Regions from separate parts of the Oryzias latipes genome. Here region 1 is linked to region 2. Evidence: chromatin contacts called from public Hi-C data. All regions are on one chromosome and are shown on one strand. The core of a region is the stretch at or near the end of the contact, and the rest is flanking DNA. Distances in the headings are between cores, read along the strand shown.

What was found. Hi-C and Micro-C count contacts between places; a contact is called where the count stands out from the background.
Region 1: a contact with region 2 is called in a Hi-C map of fibroblasts, with 4 times the contacts expected there. The contact joins the promoter of LOC101174424 here to the promoter of pex14 in region 2. A contact is called at or near these places in 3 of 5 Hi-C or Micro-C datasets (embryo and fibroblasts).

What each region holds. Positions count from the first base shown.
Region 1 is chr7:9,921,603-9,926,719 of ASM223467v1, forward strand. It overlaps LOC101174424, which reads right to left and starts at 3,711. Exons shown (of 9, transcript XM_004070384.4): 1 at 3,569-3,711; 2 at 3,064-3,203; 3 at 724-907; 4 at 95-173. The coding sequence starts at 3,597. It overlaps lzic (protein LZIC), which reads left to right and starts at 5,012. Exons shown (of 6, transcript XM_011476969.3): 1 at 5,012-5,117.
Region 2 is chr7:9,511,718-9,517,595 of ASM223467v1, forward strand. pex14 (peroxisomal membrane protein PEX14) reads left to right here and starts at 2,992. Exons shown (of 10, transcript XM_020704551.1): 1 at 2,992-3,262; 2 at 5,196-5,246. The coding sequence starts at 3,227. It overlaps dffa (DNA fragmentation factor subunit alpha), which reads right to left and starts at 2,957. Exons shown (of 6, transcript XM_011476949.2): 1 at 2,759-2,957; 2 at 1,399-1,557; 3 at 1,161-1,315; 4 at 1-166. The coding sequence starts at 2,852.

The sequences.
Region 1 (5,117 bases), core at 2,461-4,960, 410 kb after region 2:
CTGTAGCACTCATTCACATTCAGAAAAGACTGTAGGGGGGGTGGTTACCTCTTCTCTCCTGATGTCTGGAGATCTCAGAATGATTCTCATCGACCCGTCTCTTTTTGCCGTGGTGGACAGTGTCCACATCATCCTTGTTATGATCTTCTGCATGGAGTTCTTCATAGTGATGTCTACCACATAAACAAAAAGGATCTGATTCATTCGCAATTTCTTCATTTAAAGGTTCCAAGACATACTGGACAAATGTGACATTTAGAAAATCTAAATCTGCCTTATTGCATTTACGCTCTCATTGAGAGTACACTTTAAGATGAAGAACATCTGGATCCCTTTTTGCTTTAGATTACAAAAAAAAAACAATTTATGGGATTTTTATTCATTAATATTTTAAAGGTGTTAAGGATTTATTGTCCTGATTTAAACTGCTGACTTCTGGTAAGTCTAGCAATTCATGTTGCCCAACCCTCGCAGCACACCTCAGCCGCCTAATGACAGATGGAAACTTTGCGGTTCAGAGTAACTCAGTATGAATGTATGACCTGCAAGTCGCAATGACCACGAGGATCCTATAAATCACAGATGAAAGATCAGAAGATTTTAACAATACTTGTAAACATAGAAGTGACTGGCCATGGAGCAGAACCAACACAAATGAGAATCACAAAGACATGAAATGGAAACTTATGGAAATGAAATTACTTCCACTGACTGCATGCATACCGAACAACTTTAGCTGTTTCCAACCATTCTGCCTGCAGGCTCTCCCAGTCGTCTACTTTAATCCAGTCAGAGTTCGCTGTGGCCAACCGAGCCATTTCCAGACGGTGAGACGCCTCAATCAAGCCTTTTTTCCTATAGGCATCGCCCACAGGAGATATGATTCCCTTCACCACATTGTATTGTCCTAAAAAACAAAACAAAGAGGAAAGTTTTCACTGACATCCCCATTTATTGCAGCACTAGTAAAGAGAAGGAGTGTTGTCCAACATGCCAGAATGTCTACATAGCGTGTTATGTGTTGTGCTGCGTAATGTGAAGCCTCAGCATTTCTATTAGAAAACATGCTTCGTCTAAAGGTGCTCTACAACTTAAAAACAAACATTTTACAAAAACATTGTGCACAAAATTATTAATTTTCTAAATCAGTTAAGGAACCTTTGACAAACCAAAAGTTTTTTTTAAATAATACTCGAATCATTTTTGGCAGGACTACCTTAAAAAACAACAAATTCTTAGTACAAGCAGGTTAAACAAAAAAACAAAACAAAAACAAACAAGTGATAAAAATTAAACATACTAATGACTCAAACATTTCTGCTTGAATATTTCTTAAATATGGACAAGTATTTGAAAGAGCCTTCAAAATAAAACACAACATCTAAGAACCACATGTGGCTCTTTTACCCCCTTTTGTAGCTTTTTTCTGGCTGAAGAAAAATAAAATAATGTTCATTTCTAAAAGTAAGGATTACTTAATGAGTATTGCTTTAATTTAGATTAGTTAAGTTTATGCATTTATGTCTGAGTTTCACCTGGAAGTAAGATTAATCATGAGGCCTTGCTTGCTTTAACACTTCCTCCAGACTGCAGATTTCGAATATTAAGCTAAACTTTGGTAAAATGTCTGATCTTTTCTCATTACTCTGTTTATTTTATGAGTTTTAAAGTACGTTTTTTCTGGTTAGTAGCTATCCAGAGGGAAGTGGCTAAAACATATTTGTATATTCTTTATATACTTCTCCTACCGAATCATAAACTAATGAATTTGTGTTTTAGTTCTGGTTAACAGCAGTAGTTGGTAGGAAAAATGAGACGCCTCAGCAAAGTAGACTTGAGGTATAACATGAAAAAAATATGATTTTTGTCTTGTGTTGTTATAATCTTTTGATATTCATTAGCCGGACTGGGATGATCCTGTTTGGCACAGGAAGTCTTTTATTTTCAAAGACTCACTCCAATGAAAAATGAGTTTCTGGTGTTTTCAACACGTTCTTGTAGCATTTTTCTGATGATGGCGGACATACAAAGCAAATTAAGATTAAAACTGCATTTCTGAGTATTTCTTTATTCAAAATGGTCCCTAATGAACTCTACCCGCTCTGCAGAAACTATGTCCTAGAAAATGACAGGTTTTTTGCCAAATAAAATCTAGCATAATCAGAATTAAAAAGACCACCGGGAATGCTTTGAAAATAGATCAAAAGATGATCAGAGTGAGTCTTTAATTTCTCCTATGACATTTTTTAAAATAATTCCAAGTGGTGTTTTCATTATAATTATTACGTTTTGTGTACCTGAAGCCTCTGTTTTCAAAAATCTCCTCTAGATGGGGGTGGCCATTGGTGCTGAGCTAAGTAGTCCTGCAGAATTACGAATTACTTTGCACAGCAAATAAAATGAAACGCCAGGAAAAAAAGTGACTCCCCTGATAATATTCTTGGTTTTGTTGAAACCCTCTCTGGTTATTGCAGGACAGCAAGACTTCAGACACAAATGAACGCAAATGCGGAGAACACATTTAGGACTTTGAGTTTAATATAAAATATGTGCGGCCAACAACAAAAAACCAGCCTTGGCCGCACTTAAAATACATGCGGGGAATGCAGCAATGTGCCATCTTCTCTTCTCTCGGACCTGAGCATGTCGGGCAGCTTGTGCAATGCGCATGCATTGCTGGACCATTGTGACATCACAACAGCTCATAATCTCAAACCAAGCGTCTTTGTGAAAGTTTGATTGACAGCGAGTTATAAGGAGAAATACTCTGAAAATAAAATCATTTTTTAAATGACATTTGTTCTCTTTCATAAGAAAAATGCCACACTTACATGTAAAAAATTCAAAAAACATGATTTTCATAGGAGGTGGACTTGAAAGGAAGTCATGCAACCTCCTGTCAAAAGTAATAAAATGAAACTTACAAAAGCTGCTCCTACCACGTTTTAATCAGTAACAAACAGGCCCAAATGGCTTTGTGTGTGTGTTGAAGGGCCACAGATCCCTGCCTGACAAATGTATAGTGACTGGAACATGGAGAAAAAACATGATGAATAACTCAACCTGTGTCTTGCAGGTGGTCCCGGGCCAGTTCAAACATTCTCAAGTGCATGTTGGTGATTGGATTAAAGGACCCGCATGCCAGCAACACCACTTCGGTTACCTTCTGCTTCTGCATCCCGCTTAGTGGAGAAGCCTTCTCTCTGAAAGTAAACACACACAACTGAACTGATTAGCCTAGGATCACTGAGACAATTCTGCCTGTTTATCTGCTATAAACGAATGAGCGTTTAGTAAACCCAAATAGAAAATGATCAATAAAGATGTTGAAATATATATAAAAAAATGAATACAAGAAAAACTATTTAAAAGTATTGGACAAAACATCAGCTTTGTTTTCCAGTAGGCTACGAGAATGCTGGCTAACTCTTCATGAGAATCAAACCTGCCACGAGAGAAAAAAATATTAATTTTACTTTAGAGTTTGGTATCTTTTTCCACAAACACAACCCTCACCTAGGACGAAAACCTCACTTTTCTTTTTCCAAAGAAAAACCGACATTTATACTTTTTAATAGAAGTGATGTCAACAATCATCCGCTCTAGAACTAGCAGGGTCGTCTTCGTCTTTGGTTCTGTTGCAGTAGGGGCTCAAATGTAACACTGCCACCAGGTGGTGGGAAGGAATTGAACATCACAACTGTGATTATGAATCACGCAGCTCAAAGAACATAACCATAAATTGTATTAACTATCAAATATTATTTTATATAAATGTTTGCACAAAAAATCAAGAGTAAAAAAAAACAATCTAGAAAGTTAAGCGCAAAAAACTGTTTTAGAGACATTATTGAAGGATTTCCTCTCAGCACTGTAAACGTTTTTTCTTCACAAAAAGGCATTTCTTCTGTACTTTCTTGTACTTTTCTTTTATTGCCCCTTGTTTAAAGAAATATCCCAATCAGTCCATTTTTATGGAACTCTGGAGTTGTTTTAAAATTTAGGAAAACACTTGTTTAGGAAGCTGCAATCAAAGAGGTTACTTAGGTACACAGTTATTAAACAACATCTAGAATGTTTATTTAATACTAATTTTTTGTTTAGTCTCAAATCTGCAACACTGTGGTCTGATGTTTAAGAAAATGTTTTTAATTTATTTTCTTTCTTTTGTTTTTAGATTTCGTAGTTTTTGTTTTTTTGTCATATAATGTTTATTTTTCTATATTTGTTGTTTAACGTCAAATTTGTCAGGCTATGTGTTTGATGACATGAAAGACAAATATTGTATTCTGCTGTGTTCTATCACAGAAGTGAAAACCTTCATTGTTCAATGTTTTATCCAAGGAACTACACTGATGGCTTGTGCTTGAGGCCAATCATCAATGTCTACACATTCGTTTCTCTCAACTACTATGGGAAGTAAAAATGATCATTCTGCGTGAAGGGATCCTGATTATTGAACTTATTATTATTTTTTAATTAATCCCCAACACTGATAATTCCCCATAACACTTGTTTTAAATTGTATATGGATCGTGCAGACTGAGGTTTTTTATGTATTTTTAATGTATTAATCTTTTCTAAGGATTTCATTTTAATAATTAGTTGTATTTTATTTTTGATAATTTAGATTAATTAATTAATTGTATTTTACTGTGTTTGCCTGTGTTGAAAAAGGATTTTTTTTGTGTTCATTGAACTGACAATAAAGTTTACTTATCTCTATCTGGAAAGTTAACAACAACAAAAACAACATCAACAATAATAATTTCCCCCAATTAATAACATGGTCATAATCTAAATCTTTTTCATTTCATTTCATCTATATATATATATATATATATATATATATATATATATATATATATATATATATATATATATATATATATATATATATATATATATATATATATATATATATATATATATATATATAAAACAGTTGTGTGGGGAAAGGGACCCGAACGATCTGATTGGTTGGAATCGAGCAGGAAGTAGTGAGCCGCGCCTGCACTGTAGAGTTACATTCACAATCACAAGTCCTCTGATCACACACGGCGTAGTGCAAGTGTTTTGCAGCATATTTGCTTTGAAATACTCTTTGCTGGTTTTGT
Region 2 (5,878 bases), core at 1,742-4,241:
CCTCCTTCTCCACAGTTCGGAGGTAGAGCTGGAGCAACTCCTTGGACTGTCTCTCCTCCTCCCTACGATCCAAAACATTCTGCAACGTCTCCTGCAGGTCCTCAGCCTTTTTCACTTGAAAACCCAGAGCTGCTGCTAGTTCGGTGCTAGGAGCATCCACCAAGAGCTGAAAAACAAAAGTTGTTTGTAAAGCAACAGCTGTTTAGAACTGGATACAAATGTGAGGCCATATTTTAGTGTGTGTACTAAGCTCTAGATATAATACACAGCACAGGGAGAGCATAATCTATAAGGTTTATTTTTGTCAACTAACCAAACGTAAACATATATATTTTTTGAATAAACAACAACAAAAGCAAATATGAACTAAACAACAACTCCTAATTCGTTAGGAGTAGAATCTTGTGTGGAGTTCTTTAACTTTAAATGAAATAAAATTAATCTGATCAAAGGTTTTCTTGAGTTGAAGAAACATTTTTATTTTCATAATGTAATTTATAAAAGAGCATTCAAACGTTGGCCTTTGGTGCTTTTGTAGGGTTGGATTATAAAGTAGCTTCACTAATTAACTTATAAGTCCTAAAAAGCAGTTTAAAGGTACGAAAAATGTAGAATATTCTACAATTGTGGCTTGCTTGTGGGAAGCAGAAGCACATAATTGTGTTGTAAAGCTGACATTTTGGAATTCAAAAGTCTGTGGTTAGAAAGATTATTTCTGATTATTTAAGGAGTTTCTTCGCCTCACACGTGTATATGTCTATGCATATTTACCTAAATGTTAAGTACCAGGAAGCGGTGTGCAGAAGACTAAATTGTTTATTTGAATGGGGAGACAGATATAAAGTCCAAAAAAGTTATGGAATTTTGAGTTCTTCAAATTGACTTTGACTAAAACAGAAGACTTTTGGTGCTAAAGCTTAGAAGCATCTAACACCAAAGTGGAGTTTCTTGGCCATAATGACCAATAGTAAGTTTACGGTGGCATAGAAAATATGGTTTTATTTTGTTTTGCAAGTCAGAGAACTTTCAAACCTTATGGTCACTGACAATATTCCAAAAATCTTTATGGAAACCGCTAAACTGTTATTTTTAAGTTTTATTTTCTCATATACCAGGCAGTTTTGTGCTGTTCTATCACTGAAATAAGAACAAGGTAGGACCTGTAAATCGGCCTCCGACATAAGAATGATGCTGGTGAGGTCTTGTTTTAGCTGCTGAGCCAGGTCCAACCAGGGTGCTAAGCTACTGCCGGTGTCAACAGTGTCCATCTCCAGCATAACCGATTCCCTCTGCATCCAAGCGGTGCCACCATCGACTAAAACAAAGAGTACCAAAGCACAACATGTAGAAATCCTGCAGACGGATAATGATCATCAATATGGACTCTGAGATTCTTACTCTTGCGAGCTGGAGACCATGTTTCCTTGTCATGCAATAACATAAACTTTGTATTTGAGGGCAAACACAAGAAGTAGGTTTGATCTTCTACTATTGTCCCGTCATTCTCCAGGACCACTTTGACTGGGTCACCGGGGCTGAAGCCAAGATACTCGGATCCTGGAGCCGGAAGAGAGGACAGGTTACCAACTTAACATGCATCAAGTGAACATACTTCATCCTAAGGTCCACAGAAAAGTCTGACACCTATGGGAAATACCAATGATAAAAACACTACAGTAAGGACAGGCATGTCCAAAGTCCGGCCCGTGGGTCAAATGCAACCAATTTCCACCAGCCGGCAACCTCAATAATATGCGGCCCACAGCACTTTCTAAGAACTACAGTTTCTTGATTGTGATTGGCTAGATTGCGTTATAAACCGTGGACCTATGCAACAACCTGTAGACATGAAGAGATTTATTTGTTTCTGTCATCAAAACCACTTCTGACTAACATAATATTTGTGTTATTTCATTGTTCAATGATAGAAACTGACAAGTTTACAGTTAGCCTTTAACAGTGAATAATTGGATCAAACTGGTTTTTATAGGCCAATTGGATGGCCCTCACACATTTTCACCTCACCAAATCTGGCCCTCTTTGAAAAAGTTTTTGTTCCAGTATAGCTGGAAAAAATAAAAACGTTTTCACTGTTATTAAAAATACATATTGTTAAATAATTCTCAAACAGCTTTCATAACAAATCTGCAAAACACCTTTAATAAGCATTCCGATTAAAAGGAATATATCACAATTATGGAACATGTATAAGTGCACAAAAGAAATATTTAATAATAATAATAATTTTAAAAATGCATAAACTATAATTGCTGGTTTTAGTTGTTGTTGTTGTTGTTTGTGTGTGTGTGTGTGTGTGTGGGGGGGGGGGGGGGGGGTTGTGAAACATTGTTTTGATTCCAGATAATGAATATTTAAAGTATATTCTTGCAAAAAGCAGATCAGGGAAACGCCTGGTGACTCGCATCTCAGGAATGAACAGCAGCAGGCTTTTCATGTTAGCCATGTAGGGGTTAACATTGAACAGATAATATAATTATAGTCAAATACATTCATAAGCATTAAGAATAGCCTAGTATTATCACCGTTGTTTTGCGGCTTAAGCAGTTTTAAATGTGACAGTCAGTGCAGCGGTTGGAGATTTTCTCTCAATTTAGGCGCGAAGCAGATAAATAAAAATAAATGCTTAAAATCTGCGACTGCACGAATACATGAACGGCTTCTTATTTTGATTAAAAGCATATAATGTCAGATAATCTCATACTAGTTCCCACAGTCCTCCTTCTCGGTCCTCCCTTACCTTTTTTCTTCAAGTCATCTAAAGAAGGTGCAGACACTCCGTAGGATTTTTGCCGGGTGAAATTGCACACTTTACACGCCTTTCCATCAGTCATTCTTAAATTTATTCTGAAAGGATAATATTATTCGGTAAAGGAATCTACAGAGAATGGGAAAACCCGCTTTGAGCTCTCAGCCACCTTTACTTCTTCATACACGGAAATAACCGCCGAAGGGCGCTATGAATTGTGGGAATTGTTGTTTATTGTTTGAGAAATGGGGAAAGGTTTAGTCTACCTATCTCCACTCTGTTTCGTAATCCGCTCAACGTATTTCGCAACTGAGAGGGGAAAAATACATCACTGTACTTTGTTCCGATGAAAGTGCATCCCAACTAAACTAAATAAAACGCTTTAAAGAACTTTGATGTTTCGAATGGACGGAACAGGAAAAGCAATCGAGCGTGGATATCCCAGAGAACTATAGGAAGATGGCATCCATCGACCAAGCTGACACGCCAACACAGGTCTCTATACACCAAGCCAGTTAGCATTTGACGTCCGAAAACATTTATGCACCATTTGTTTGAGTTGCTATTTTGTGGCTGGTTTCCGTACACCTTTTAAGCAAACGTTTCACAGCCGAAGAGAGGTAGCTTGTTTGCTAGTTAGCATGCTAACTGGTTGTGTTATTTTAAAGTGGTCTTCGACACATGGGAGGTCAAAGGCATTCTGGGGTTCAGCAACAATTATGCATTTAATAACTGACCACGTGCTACAGCTTTCTATATGGCGGTGAGGGTTTGGGTCTGTCAAAGTCATGGATTATAATTGTTGACACAGGGAAAGGTCACAAAAAAAAAAAAAACCTCGGGATTTTATATTCGACATTTAATGTTCCACGAACATGGATCAAAAATAATTTACTGCAGTTACAATGCTTTATACGGCTAAGCTTCACCATATCTGAAATGCTACCTTTATGTTTTCACAAATTCAGTAATCATGGTGCTCTCCAACTCACTTTAACGTAAAAGTCGATCCCAGAGCAGTCTTAAAAGTTTCCAAAAGTCACCACACTTGTCTGGGTAAAAAATATTCGCACATTCTATCATTGCACTTTAAATTTCACAGTAGTCTTCTATATTAAGTCATTAAACACCAAACAGTGTCATTGGTTCCCTCTAATGCACATTACTATGATTTGGAGCTTTTCAGTGTCCAGGTCCTGTAATAAGCCCAAAATAACTGATAAAGATGTTTTTGTCACATTCTACCTTGTCCTTTTTTATTTATTTTTTTACTTGGAGGGCACAGTATTATTGTGTTTACACCCTATTTGTATACTTTATCTTGTTATCTTCAACCTAAAATGGTCTGTTTGCCCTGAGAAATATGATAAGAAAAACTCCAAACCTTTAACTTTGCCATGAGGATTCATCAAGAGGGGTTGGAAAGCCAGTAACTATTGAAAAAAAAACTGCTTTTTTAGTTAAATTATTAGTAACTGTTGTTGAAATTATGGAATATTTCCTGTATTTTTGATGTCTTCTATTCAGACCTAAACTTTCACTGGTATAATTTTTAAGGATCAAACTCTAGCTTAAATTTGATATGATTAAAAAAAAAAAGAACCCCTTAAATTATGTATTTACTTTTGGGGTCCTTTTTAGGTAAAAGTCTACTGAATGCATTTAGCTGATTGCAGATGGAAACATTTAAAGACGTGATGATTTTTGGAACTGAAGAGAATGCATTTATCCCTTGTGCTATCCTAGGCACTTTAACATTGGGAGTTGGGTCATCTAGACCCCACAAGTCAGTGCACTAAACCTTTTTTCTTCAATGATTTGTGATTTTCACTGGTGTCCATGGATTCCATGAAATCCTCTTCACCTTTATCCACCTTTGTCATGGTAGGGAGAACACATCAATGTAAGGATGGGGTCATCTGGACCCCATAGGATAGCACAAGGGTTATATGTGTAATTACTTCTGCATAAACATTTAAAAACCCATGCGACATTGATCTGCTTTAGTATGAGGCTAAAGAACAAAACTTAGTCTTCCCGAACTGCCGTAAACTTATATTTTTTCCCTCATTTCATTGTTGGATTTTAACAATATTTAATTAATAACTTTATTTAGATAGCACTTTTCATCAACACACGTGCCCGAAAAAAAAAGATGTATATTTGTTATAACAACAAAAAGTCAAAAGACCAACATAAAAAGGAAGGACATAGAATATACATTAAATGCAAGAAAAATTATTACAGCCAGTTTTTAAAATGTATATTATTTTTTATATAAATAGCTAACCATATATAAAGTGGTTGTTGGGGGTCCTATCAATTGAAAAGTAGATATTTCAGTTTCTTGGTTACTTTCTAATAAATAAGGTGACAGTACTCTTGTTATCCACTAGATGGCTCTCTAACACAAGTGTTTGTCTTACAGGCTGGTCCTCCACGTGGTGAAGATGGAGCAGTTCGCCCCAGAGAAGCTTTGGTAAGAAGTTTAGGAAAAACTATTTGACAAATGAGACAGAGACAGTTATAGCATGCGTGCTTAATTGAAATACAAGTTTGGCTGCTGGTTTTTGCCTGTTTATTGTGCTTACAAAGATATTTATTGTATTTCTGAGAATTTAAGTTTATTTAAATCAAAAATTATTTATACATAAATAGCAATCTTGGGAAAAAATTCTGCATTAGTGTTTATTCTTTTATTAAATTGTTGAGTTAAATTTTTAGAATTGTTTCGAGAATGAAACATTTTTAAAAATTTAATCAAAGACTTTTAACCATCAGATTTTTATTGTAAAATCCTATTGTTTTATTGAATTATAGCACAAAATTACTTTATTCTCCTTAATTTTAAATAATAAAGATCCAATCTCCTCTGTCTGAAAATCAGCTATTTAGTATTGATCATTTATAGCAAAAAAGTTATCTTTGTTTGGCTTTAGGGGTGGTTTGCTGTGGTTTATTTATAACAAATTCATGCATTTATTGTTCATAGACTTGCTTAAAGCTCAGAAACTCTTAGAGCAGTCTCTTTTCTTAGTTTGGTGTGTTTCTTGTCTTTACAAGAAGTCCTAGAAACCAAAGAAATGCTGTGAATCAAAATGATTGGGTTTT